2 separate regions of the Nomascus leucogenys genome follow, and region 2 is linked to region 1. Evidence: chromatin contacts called from public Hi-C data. All regions are on one chromosome and are shown on one strand. The core of a region is the stretch at or near the end of the contact, and the rest is flanking DNA. Distances in the headings are between cores, read along the strand shown.

Region 1 (5,851 bases), core at 1,691-4,190:
GACTCCTGATCCGATGCTGACTGTACTAGAGAAGCTTTCACTTTGGAGATAGGGACAGGGAGAAAAGAAAACTTCTTTTTGAAATAAACAACTATCCCAAATCAAGGATTAAAACAAGGCATTTTTATAAAAAGGCTCAGAGTCCATGAAGAAAAAAATTATTTTAACACAAGGTTTCTCAACCTCTGTGCTACGACATTTTGGGAAGAATAATTCTTCGTTGTGGGGGACCGCCCCACGCATTGTAGAGTGTTAGACAGCACCCACTAGATGCCAGCAGCAACCCATCTCCAGCTCCCTAACTACGATAACCAAAAATGTCTCCAGACAATGCCAAATGTCATCTGGGGGCAAAATCACCCCCAGTTGAGAAACACTGATTTAACATTTACTTTTACTAGCTCACCTTCCTTTTTTCTCTTTAAAAAAAAAAAAAAGCCACCAAGTATTGCATGCGACATACTTATGCCAAAAATTTATTCACTGTTTATATAAAATTTACCAGAGCATCCTGTATTTTTATTTGCTAAATATGGCAATCCTATGTGTGACAGAAATAAAAGATCTGGAAGGCACAGTCCCATGCTATATATGTTCTTGCCCACCTCTACTATGCTCATCAGAATAAGCTAAAAGGTCTAAAAAAGAAGATATATCAGAGATTCTTTGATAGCCCATTCTAAGTAAACCTCAGAGATGCCACAATGCCGCTGATCACAAACTGTGCTATAGTTCTCTGGGGGACTTACCATTGGGGTCTTTCCTGAATAGTGTATTCATAACTGTAGCATGCAGTTTCACACTATTCCACTCTTTCACTATTAGTCCAGATGCCTGAAAACGTTCCAGCACTCGATCAACTAATTCTTGCAGCCTGGAGAAATTGGAGAAAAGTAGTGCAGAAATCTTAGTAAACTTCTGAACATGCGATTACTAATTCAACAATGTTTATGGATCCTGTGCTCTGTGCTAATCACTATACAAAGCCCTGCATCACAAGAGGAAGAAGAAGGACTCATCTCCCACCATCATGGAGCTAAAGCTCAGTCTTGTTTGTCTGCTTAACAGATAGTAGAAATAAATGATGGCAATATATTATGGTGAGTGTGAAGGGAGTGATCAACTCTACCTGGAGAGGGCCAGGTTTCCACAGGAGGTTTAGACATAGTCTGGAACTATCATTAAAGATTTGCAAATAACGCCAGGGAAGGAGGGGCACTTCAAGTAGAAGAAGAAATAGCATGTGCAAAGATGCCAAGGCACGCAAGATCACAGCATATTCAAAAAACTGTCAATTATTTACAATACAGCTATGACAGAGAGTAAGAGGAAAGGGACAATGGAGATGAGCTAAGTCTATAAGTAGTGGTCAGATTAGGGAAACCACAGAAAGACTTTCAAAAGGGAATAATGTGGTCTGATGTCCATTTTTGAAAGCTGACTCAATAGCAGAGTGGGAAGGGCTTTAGAAAAGGAACAGCTACAGAGGTCAGTCAGCTAGGTGGCTACTTCAACAGTCAACATCACCACGATGTGTCAGGCACTGTTCTAAGCACTTTTTATCTGTTAAATCATTTAATCCTCATAACCAATTATTATCCCTATTTACCAATACAGAAGTCAAGGCACAGAGTAGTTACAAAACTTGACCAAGGTCACAAAACTAAGTGGCAAATCCAAAATTAGAAGGGGCCGGGTGCAGTGGCTCATGCCTGTGATCCCAGCACCTTGGGAGGCTGAAGCAGGTGGATCAATTGAAGTCAGGAGTTCGAGACCAGCCTAGCCAACATGGTGAAATCCCGTCTCTACTAAAAATACAAAAATTAGCTGGGCATGGTGGCACATGCTTGTAATCCCAGTCACCTGGGAGGCTGAAGCAGGAGGACTGCTTGAACCCAGGAGGTAGAAACTGCAGTGAGCGGAGACTGTGCCACTGCACTTCAGCCTGGGTGACAGAGTGAGACTCCATCTCAAAACAAAACGAAAAAGAAAAACAAAATTAGAATGTATGCAGTCTGGCTTCAGAGTCCCTATTCCTAAGGACTGCACTATACAGGGGGAAATGGGGACAGGCATGGTGGCTCACACCTGTAATCCCAGAACTTTAGGAGGCTGAGGCGCAAGGATTGCTTGGGCCAGGGTCTGATACCAGCCTAGACAATATAGTGAGACTGTGTCTCTACAAAACATTTTTAAAAATTAGCCACCCATCGTGGCATGTGCCTACAGTCCTAGCTACCAGGAGGCTGAAGCAAGAAGACTGCTTGAGCCCAGGAGTTTAAGCCTGCATTAAGCCATGATTGCACCACTGCACTCCAGCCTGGGCGACAGAGCAAGATCCCATCTCAAAAATAAAGGGGGTGAGGAGGGGATGATGAAGATCTAAACCAAGCTTGTCCAACCCATGGCCTAGGACAGCTTTGAATGCAGCCCAAAAGAAATTCGTAAACTTTCTTAAAACATTGTAAGAATTTTTTGTATGATTTTTTTTTTTTTTTTAGCTCATCAGCCATCATTAGTGTTAGTGTATTTTATGTGTGGCCCAAGACAATTCCTTCTTCTTCCAATGTGGCCCAGGGAAACCAAAAGATTGGACACCCTGACTTAACTATGGTGGGGCAGTGAGAACTGAGACAAGGGAATGGGTTCACAAGAGCTATGTGAGAGAGAAGCTGGTGCCCATTTGGATCTGCCTGTGTTAAGGGAGAGGAAGTGGTTGAGAATGACTCCTAAAATGACCAGGTGGTTCATTAACCAAGGTGGGAGGCTGTGGGGAAGCAACTGCTTATTGTTCTGCTGTGTCATCTTGGGGAGGAGGTTAATACTGTGCAGGATTTTGCACATGTGGCACAGGATGCAAGTAGGACATGTCCAGGAAGAGAGATGGAAATACAGGCCTGGAGCCCAGGAGAAAATCTAGGCAAATGACAGATTTGGGAGTTGCCAGTGTAGCAACAGTAGTTAAAAGCATGGGATAGATGCTCTTAACATGGCGAAACCCCATCTCTACTAAAAATACAAAAATTAGCCAGGTGGTAGTGGCGCATGCATGGTGGCCCACACCTGTCATCCCAGCACTTTGGGAGGCCAAAGAGGGAAGATCACTTGAGGCCAGAAGTTCAAGACTCACTTGAGCAATATAGCGATACCTCATCTCTACAAAAAAATTTTCAAAAATTAGCTGGGCATGGTGGTATGCACTTGTAGTCCCAGCAACTTGGGAGGCTGAGGCAGGAGGATAGCTTGACCCCAGGAGTTCAAGGCTGCAGTGAGCTGTGATTGTGCCACTGCACTCTAGCCTGGGCAGCAGAGTGAGATCACGTGTCTTAAAAAAAGAAAAACAACAACAACAAAAAACAATCCTCATTTTCCTATGGCCTTCCAAGTAAGAGTCCAATCCTGCCTGACCCATGTGGCCTTCACAGCTTGGCTTCAGCCGGCCTTTCTGTTTCATTGCTGCCCTTCCCTTTCTACAGATTTTCTCCAGTCCTTGAATGTATTGTGTTCTTTGATACTGAATCTCTCAATTACTTAGGACAAACATTCTTTTAGAATCACCTTCACTTCTTTGACTCCCTTATACCAGGGAATCTCACTTCTCACCACTTCCAGTGCCACTGTCCCAGCCACCTGGGAACCAGCAAAACAACTGTTAAGGATGAGGAAATAAGAACAGGAAGACTTCAGAGAGGCTGAAATGAGAATTACAAGCAGGAAAAAAGGAATAACCATACAGTACAACACTCGAGAAAAGAAAAAAAGCAAAAATATGCCTCCTTGTTTCTCACAATTAGAGTTCTCTATCAGAGCAGTTTTGCTGGCACACTGGGGGTAGAAATCTTGTGACGGGGGACCAAGGGAGGAGAAAGAGAGGAGGGAAGGCAGGAAGTGAACATAACTCTGTCAAGAAACTTGAAGGAGAGAAACGAATACCTGGGGAATCTGAAGATACAGAGTTGAGTGAGGGCTGTGTGTGTTTTCCATGAGGACAAAAAGTTGAAAATGCTTACTGACAAGAAGTTATCCAACAGAGAAAGAAAAGGAAACCAGGCAATAGGGGAAATGGACAGAACAAGACCTCAAAGGATGGTGTGTTCATAGGTGATAGGAACACAGCAGTGAACAAAATAAGCCCCACCCTTGTGCAGCTCACATTCCGGTAGGAGGAATGAACAAACACACATGCACACCTCAGGGTGCCACATGCCTTGAAGGAGATGAAACAGCAGAGAGGGAGTAGAGTGTGAATGGTGGTGGGTGCACTATGTTAAGTAGAGTGATCAGGAACGGTCTCCCTAATAAAGTAACATTTGACAGAGACCTGAGGGAAAAGCATTCTGGAGAGAGGAAACAGCAAATACACATATCTGAGACGGGCATAGGCACAGTAGGACTGAGGAACAGAAAGGATGCCAGTATCTGCAGTGAAATTAGGAAGAGAGAACTGACGAGGTCGGAGAGGTGTGCCCAGGTTAGCCAAAGCTCTCAGGCCCGTGGAAGGACTTCAGTAGTTACAGAGTGAGGTGGGAGCTTTTGGAGGGTGTTCGGCAGAAGACTGACATGATCTGGCTGCTGTGTGGAGGACGGACAGCAGTGGAGGCAGGATAGAAGCAGGAAGGCAGTTAGGAGGCTGTGGCAATCACCCAGATGGCTGGGACAGTGTCACTGGAAGTGGTGAGAAGTGAGATTCCCTGGTATAAGGGAGTCGAAGAAGTGAAGGTGATTCTAAAAGAATGTTTCTCCTGAGTATATGAGAGATTGAATGTCAAAGAACACAACACATTCAAGGACTGGAGAAAATCTGTAGAAAGGGAAGGGCAGGCTGAAGCCAAGCTGTGAAGGCCACATGGGTCAGGCAGGATTGGACTCTTATTTGGTAGGCCATAGGAAACCGAGGGTTGTTTTTTGTTGTTGTTGTTTTAAGAGACATGATCTCACTCTGCTGCCCAGGCTAGAGTGCAGTAGCACAATCACAGCTAACTGCAGCCTTGAACTCCTGGGGTCAAGCTATCCTCCTGCCTCAGCCTCCCCAGTTGTTGGGACTACAAGTGAATGCCACTGAGAGGTGAAGCCAGCTGGACTTCCTGGGTTGAGTGGGGACTTGGAGAACTTTTCTGTCTAGCTAGAGGATTGTAAGTGCAACAATCAGCACTCTGTAAAAACGCACCAATCAGCACTCTGTGTCTAGCTAAAGGACTGTAAACTCACCAATCAGCACTCTGTAAAAACGCACCAATCAGCGCTCTGTGTCTAGCTAAAGGATTGTAAACTCACCAATCAGCACTCTGTAAAAATGCACCAATCAGCGCTCTGTGTCTAGCTAAAGGATTGTAAATGCACCAATCAGCACTCTGTGAAAACGCACCAATCAGCGCTCTGTGTCTACCTAAAGGATTGTAAATGCACCAACCAGCACTCTGTAAAAATGCACCAAGCAGCGCTCTGTGTCTAGCTAAAGGATTATAAACGCACCAATCGGCACTCTGTAAAATGGGCCAATCAGCACTCTGTAAAATGGACCAATCAGCACTCTGTAAAATGGACCAATCCAGCTCTCTGTAAAATGGACCAATCAGCAGGATGTGAGTGGGGCCAAATAAGGGAATAAAAGCTGGCCACCCAAGCCAGCAGCCGCAACCCACTTGGGTCCCCGTTCCACGCTGTGGAAGCTTTGTTCTTTCGCTCTTCACAATCAATCTTGTTGCTGCTCACTCTTTGTGTCCGCACTACCCCTATAGCTCTAACACTCACCACGAGGGTCTGCGGCTTCATTCCTGAAGTCAGCGAGACCATGAGCCTACCAGGAGGAACAAACAACTCTGGATGTGCCACCTTTAAGAGCTGTAACACT
Region 2 (5,851 bases), core at 1,938-4,437, 230 kb after region 1:
AGAATAAGGTAAAAATACCTTGGCCTGATAGAAAAGGATTTCTATGATCTGGCCCCATTTTATTTTCCAAACTTAATCCTCTCTGTATACGAATTACCACCTCCACTGCCTCTAAATCTTGCTATACTTTTGATCTCTTCCCCCAAACATTACAACTTCCAGGTCCTCTGTCTTCTTCCAGGATGCCTTTCCTCAAGTCTCACACCTTCCTCCAAAGCACAGTTCAAATGCTAACTCCTGTCATCCCCAAAGAATTCCCTCGCTGTGAGAAAACATTATTTTTATGCACTTGCTACAGCACTCACTACACTGCTTATAATTTAATGTTCAGGAGATTGTCCTCCACACCTCCTGCCCACCATCAGACTGTGAACCCACGGATGATGGGGACTGATTTTTTCATGCCTGTCCTTAAGTCCTCAGCATCTAACCTTGGGCTTATTTTTTATTTAATTATGGTTCTGTCTTGTAATATTTGTTTCTGTAAGTTTGTCTCTTTCACTAGATTATAAGCTTTTTTGAGGTGAGGGATCACATTTTACCAATCTTGCTAGCACCAAGCAGAGGACTTTGCAAACAAAACATAAATGATCTTCAACAAAAGTCTGCTGCATTGAATGAGCATCTGGGATGAGCCTAAACCCAAAGCCATAGACCGCCACCTAATATATCTGTATTACTCCCCTGGGGAAGCAGGTAGCCCAGTGGGTAGCCCTGCCTTTTATTTTTGAAGTAAGATCTTTCCCTGTCCCAGACCCAAACTAATCCCAGGTCTTGTCAGCTCAGTGGAGGGCTGCAGATGGTAAAGTTTACACAGATGCATAAGGCGTATAGTCTCATGGTCTTTCCAGAAAAGCACAAATATGACAAATATGCAGGCAGATGATTCTTCTGTCTCAGCAAATTCCAGAGCCTGAGCCCCAGAGAGGACACTCCTTCAAGCTCCCGAACTGGTGCAGGGGACCTGCTGACAGAAAGATCCCGAGACCCTGTGGCCCATCCTTTCTTGGCTGCCTGCTCCTGAGCCCGCAGCAGCATCAGTGTCAGGCAGAATTCTGACAGCTGGAGGATACCACCCCACCACAGAATACGAATTAATTCACAGGGAGGCTCCTCGAGCAGGTTACCTCAGGTGTCCTGGCAAATACAGCCCGAAACCCTCTCCAAGGGGAGGCAAACAGGCCAAAGATCAACCTGCAAGAGTCCGGAGGGAGGAAAGTTCAGCAGTCCAGGCTACCTCTTCCGCCAGCGTTCTGCTTTCTCTTTTTTTTTTTTTTTGAGACGGAGTCTTGCTCTGTCGCCCAGGCTGGAGTGCAGTGGCGCAATCTTGGCTCACTGCAAGCTCCGCCTCCCGGGTTCACGCCATTCTCCTGCCTCAGCCTCTCCGAGTAGCTGGGACTACAGGCGCCCGCCACCACGCCCGGCTAATTTTTTTGTATTTTTAGTAGAGACGGGGTTTCACCGTGGTCTCGATGTCCTGACCTCGTGATCCGCCCGCCTCGGCCTCCCAAAGTGCTGGGATTACAAGCCTGAGCCACCGCGCCCGGCCTCCGCTTTCTCAATCTCATCAGGCGGGCTGGGCCGGTTAGGAGGCTGACTGCTGTTCCTCAATTTCATTTCTTTTCTTTCATAAACATTTACAGAGTCACAGAACTTTCCACTTTCTAGCTGTGTCGTCTTGGGCATCCCTTACCTCAGAGATTTTCCTCACCCATAGAATAAAGATAATGATCTTTGCTCTGCCTCCCTGACTGGCAGGCTCAAGTGAGAAGGCACAGGGGAAGGAGCTTCCTAAACTGCAAAGCCCTATGGGTATTATTGCCAATCACATTATCTGCGCCAACCCTCTAATCTTCCCGAGGAGGAAACCCCAGCTCAGGAAGGTCACGTGGTAGCCGTCAGGCTGAGACTGGGCCCTTCGGAGTGCCTGTTATTCCCAGACGGTTTACTAAGTGCTGATCACAAGCACCACCCGGTGTCTCTCTCCCCTCTAGCGTGGATTAAGAAAAACTCCTTGGAAAACTTAGGTTAAAGAAAAAAGAAAGGGCTCCCGGGTGAAGCGAGGTGATGAGTTGTAAAGCCAGCTTCACTCTTCCCTCCCTGGCTCAGGAGGCTCCTGTCCAGGGCCACTCAGCAGCCTCGGCGTCCACATGGCCGGCCGCCGCTGGACTCTTGCGGGCGATGGAGGACTGGCAGTGGCTGAGGTCAGCACCTCCCACCAGGCTACCCGCTCCGAATCTCATCATCGGCAGGAGTGAGGGGCCCGGCCTCAGGACAGTCCGAGGCGGCGGACTGGGGTGGGTGCAAAGGCCGGCTCGCATTTTGGGAGAGTGGTCCCTGACCCTCAGCCCGAGACGTGAGAGGGAGTGAAGATACAGAAGCGCCTTTCCCTGGCGCCCGAAGGACAGAAGTTTCTCCCTGTCTAGCGCCCATTCTCCCCCTCAAAGGAGTTATGTTTATTTTCCTGAACTATAATATTTCCCAGGCCGGCGACTGGCCTGGGCCACCGAACGGCCCCTTGGGAAAAGTAGTTCGAGTTCACTTCCAGGTAAGTTCCCTTCGTCCCGGCTGCCAGCGCGTTTCATTCTCGGAGACCTCAAACCCCAGGGAGCTCCGCCAGCACCCCGAAAGCTGAAGTCTCGGCCGCCCGCGTCTCCAGACGGCTCGCATCCCGCAGAGGAGCTCGAGGGAAAAACTACGCCTCCCAGCAGCCACCGCGCACCTCAGTGCGCAGGCGTAGCCGCGCCTCGCCACCCCTCCCCCTCCTCCAACTGCTCCAGTCGGTCCGTTCCCGTGTTCCCCCCATCAGTTCTAATGTCCCCAGTCTCTCCGGCACCTCACACTCACCACGAACTCGCGGCGTCGGATACAGCCGCTGTGCCTTCTCTAGGAAGCGGAGCGCCCGGTCGGGCTGGTTGCTCTGGATGGCCTTGAGGGCGATGCTGATACAGCGCTCAGCTTCATCCTTGTTGGATTCCATGGCGGAACCAGAGCGCGGAACCAGGGAGGGGGAGGCCGGGCGAGCGAAGGGCTGCGCCACCCGCCGGCGCGTCGCGGGCAGCCGGGCGCGGAGTGATGACATCCACCCTCCGCCCCTCCTTTCCCGAGATTTGAGCGAGGGTGGCAGCGCTACCGTATGTCTTCTAAGAAAGGGATGGCTGGCGTAGGTGTCAATAATGGTGCACGCCCAGATTCCATGTTCCGGAGGTCTTAGAATTGAGTATGCGCCAACCCTCTAATCTTCCCCAGGAGGAAACCCAAGCTCAGGAAGGTCACGTGGTAGCCGTAGGGATGAGACTGGGGCCTTCGGAGTGCCTGTTATTCCCAGACGGTTTACTAAGTGGTGATCTATATACGTAATGTAACTATATACGTTTCAGATGAAGGTTATTTATTCACTGAACAGATACTGAGTGCCCACTATTTGTGGGCATGGTTTTATTATGGGGATACAGGGATGAACAAAACAAAACCTCTGCTCTCATGGAGCTTACATTCCAGTGTGTGTAGGCGGGGGGAGCCCTCCAGATAGATTCAGATAGTGATAAAAGCTCTGAAGAAAAATTATGGAAAACACAGGGATAGAGAGTGGGAGGCGCTATTTTAAATAGCGCGATAAAAGAAACCTCTCAGAAGCTGTCATTAACAGGTACCAGAATTCAGGAATGATAACAGGTAGATGTGACTGTCCGGAGGAAGGGTGGTCGGGCCAGAGGAACAGCAAGTGCAAAGGCTCTGAAAAGGGAATTCTCTTGGTGAGTTATAACAGGATCAAGAAGGCGAATACACTCTAGGGAGCATAAAGATTCTACTACAGGCCGGGCGCGGTGGCTCACGCCTGTAATCCCAGCAATTTGGGAGGCCGAGGCGGGCGGATCACTTGAGGTCAGGAGTTCGAGACCAGCCTGACCAACATGGAGAAACCCCGTCTCTACTAAAAATACAAAATTAGCCGGGCATGGTGGCACATGCCTGTAATCCCACCTACTCGGGAGGCTGAGGCGGGAGAATCGCTTGAACCTGGGAGGCGGAGGTTGCGGTGAGCCAAGATCACACCATTGCACTCCACCCTGGGCAACAAGAGCGAAACTCCACCTAAAAAAAAGAAAAAAAAGATTCTACTACAGAGTGTAATCCAGTTCTATCATTATCCCGTTCTTCGAGGGCTATCACTCCAGTGAAAGCAATCTTGTGAAGGTTACCAGTGACCTCCACGTTGCCGAATCCCCTAGTCATCTGTCAGCCCTTACATTGCTTGGCCTTTCGGGCAGGATCTGGTGAGAGGCTACTACAGTAATCCGGATGAGAATCAGGAAGCTACTATTATAATACAGGTGAAAATTAATGGTAACTTGGATAAGGGTGATGGCGGAGGTGGTGAGTGGTAGTAAAATTCTGGATATATTTTGAAGACAGAATGACGCAATGGATGTGGGCTGTGAGAGCAAGGATTCAAGGATGATTCCAATGTTTTTGGCTTGATAACTGGAAGAAGAGAATTTCTATTTACTAAAACAAGGAAATGGAAAAGACTATAAAAGCAGTTTGGTGGGGGAATATTAAGTGTTTGATTCAGTTTGTGATGCTTTTTAGAATCAAGCAGAGATATAGACTAGGATGTTGTACATATGTAGGGTTTAGGCAAAAAGGAGCTGGAAATATAATTGTGGGGCCAGGCACAGTGGCTCACTCCTGTAATCCCAACATTTTGGGAGGCAAGGGGTGGGAGGATCACTTGAGGCAAGGAGTTTGAGACCAGCCTGGGCAACAGAGTGAGATCCCATCACTACAAAAAAATAAAAAATTAGCTGGGTGTGGTAGTACACGCCTATAGTCCCAGCTACTCAGGAGGCTGAGGTGGGAGGATCGCTTGAGCACGGGAGGTCAAGGCTGCAGTGAGCTGTGGTATATATATATGCACCAAGGAAGTGAGTGTAGATGGAGAAGAGCAGAAGTCTGATTACTGAGCCTCACGAAATGCCAACATTTAAAGATCTGGAAGAGGAGGAAAATCCAGGAAAGGAGAATGTGAAGAAGCAGGTTGTAAGGAAATGAGTAGGTCAGGTGTGGTGGCTCATGCCTGTAATCCCAGCACTTGGGGAGGCTGAGGTGGGAGGCTCGCTTTAGCCCAGGAGTTCAAGACCAGCCTGGGCAACATAATGAGACCCCCTGTCTCTACAAAAAGCTTTTTAGAAAAAGAGGGAGGGAGGGGGGTCAAACTTGTCATATCCTGTGGAGAGGCCAAGCAACGTGAAACCTGAGAAATGACCAATGGATTTGGCAGTGTAGAGGGCAGTGTTGACTTTGACAAAATTGCTTTTATCTATTTCATTTTATTTTTTTGAGACAGGGTCTCACTCTGTTACCCAGACTGGAGTGCAGTGGCACGGTTATGGCTCACTGCAGCCTCAACTTTCTGGGCTCAAGCAATCCTCCCACCTCAGCCTCCTGAATAGCTGGGACTACAGGAGTGCTCCACCACACCTGGCTAGTTTTTTTTTAAGTTTTTTTTAGAGATGGGGTCTCACTTTGTTGCCTAGGCTGGTCTCAAACTTCTGGGCTTAAGTGATCCTCTCACCTCAACCTCCCAAAGTGCTGGGATTACAGGTGTGAGCCACTGTGCCTGGCCATAAAATTGCTTTTAGTGTGTGTTAGGGGTGAAAACCCAACAGGAATGGATTCAAGAGAGTAAAGGTGGCTGGGCGCAGTGGCTCACACCTGTAATCTCAGCACTTTGGGAGGCTGAGGTGGGTGGATCACCTGAGGTCAGGAGTTCAAGACCAGCCTGGCCAACATGGTGAAACCCTATCTCTACTAAAAAAACACAAAAATTAGCCCGGTGTGGTGGCAT

What was found. Hi-C and Micro-C count contacts between places; a contact is called where the count stands out from the background.
Region 2: a Hi-C map of an unstated tissue shows a contact between it and region 1, with 2.7 times the contacts expected there. The contact joins the promoter of DNAJB12 here to the enhancer-like site in region 1. A contact is called at or near these places in 2 of 4 Hi-C or Micro-C datasets (a lymphoblastoid cell line and an unstated tissue).

The regions. Positions count from the first base shown.
Region 1 is chr18:22,163,706-22,169,556 of Asia_NLE_v1, forward strand. It overlaps ASCC1 (activating signal cointegrator 1 complex subunit 1), which reads right to left. Exons shown (of 10, transcript XM_003271218.3): 8 at 750-874. Among named protein-coding and RNA genes, the nearest start is that of SPOCK2, 46 kb to the left of the region's middle. Within about 2 kb of position 2,941, the one cell type or tissue checked has an H3K27ac peak away from gene starts, as active enhancers do. A contact at or near this core is called in a lymphoblastoid cell line, where this site is marked.
Region 2 is chr18:22,391,479-22,397,329 of Asia_NLE_v1, forward strand. It overlaps DNAJB12 (dnaJ homolog subfamily B member 12), which reads right to left and starts at 3,188. Exons shown (of 9, transcript XM_030798200.1): 1 at 2,848-3,188. The coding sequence starts at 3,082.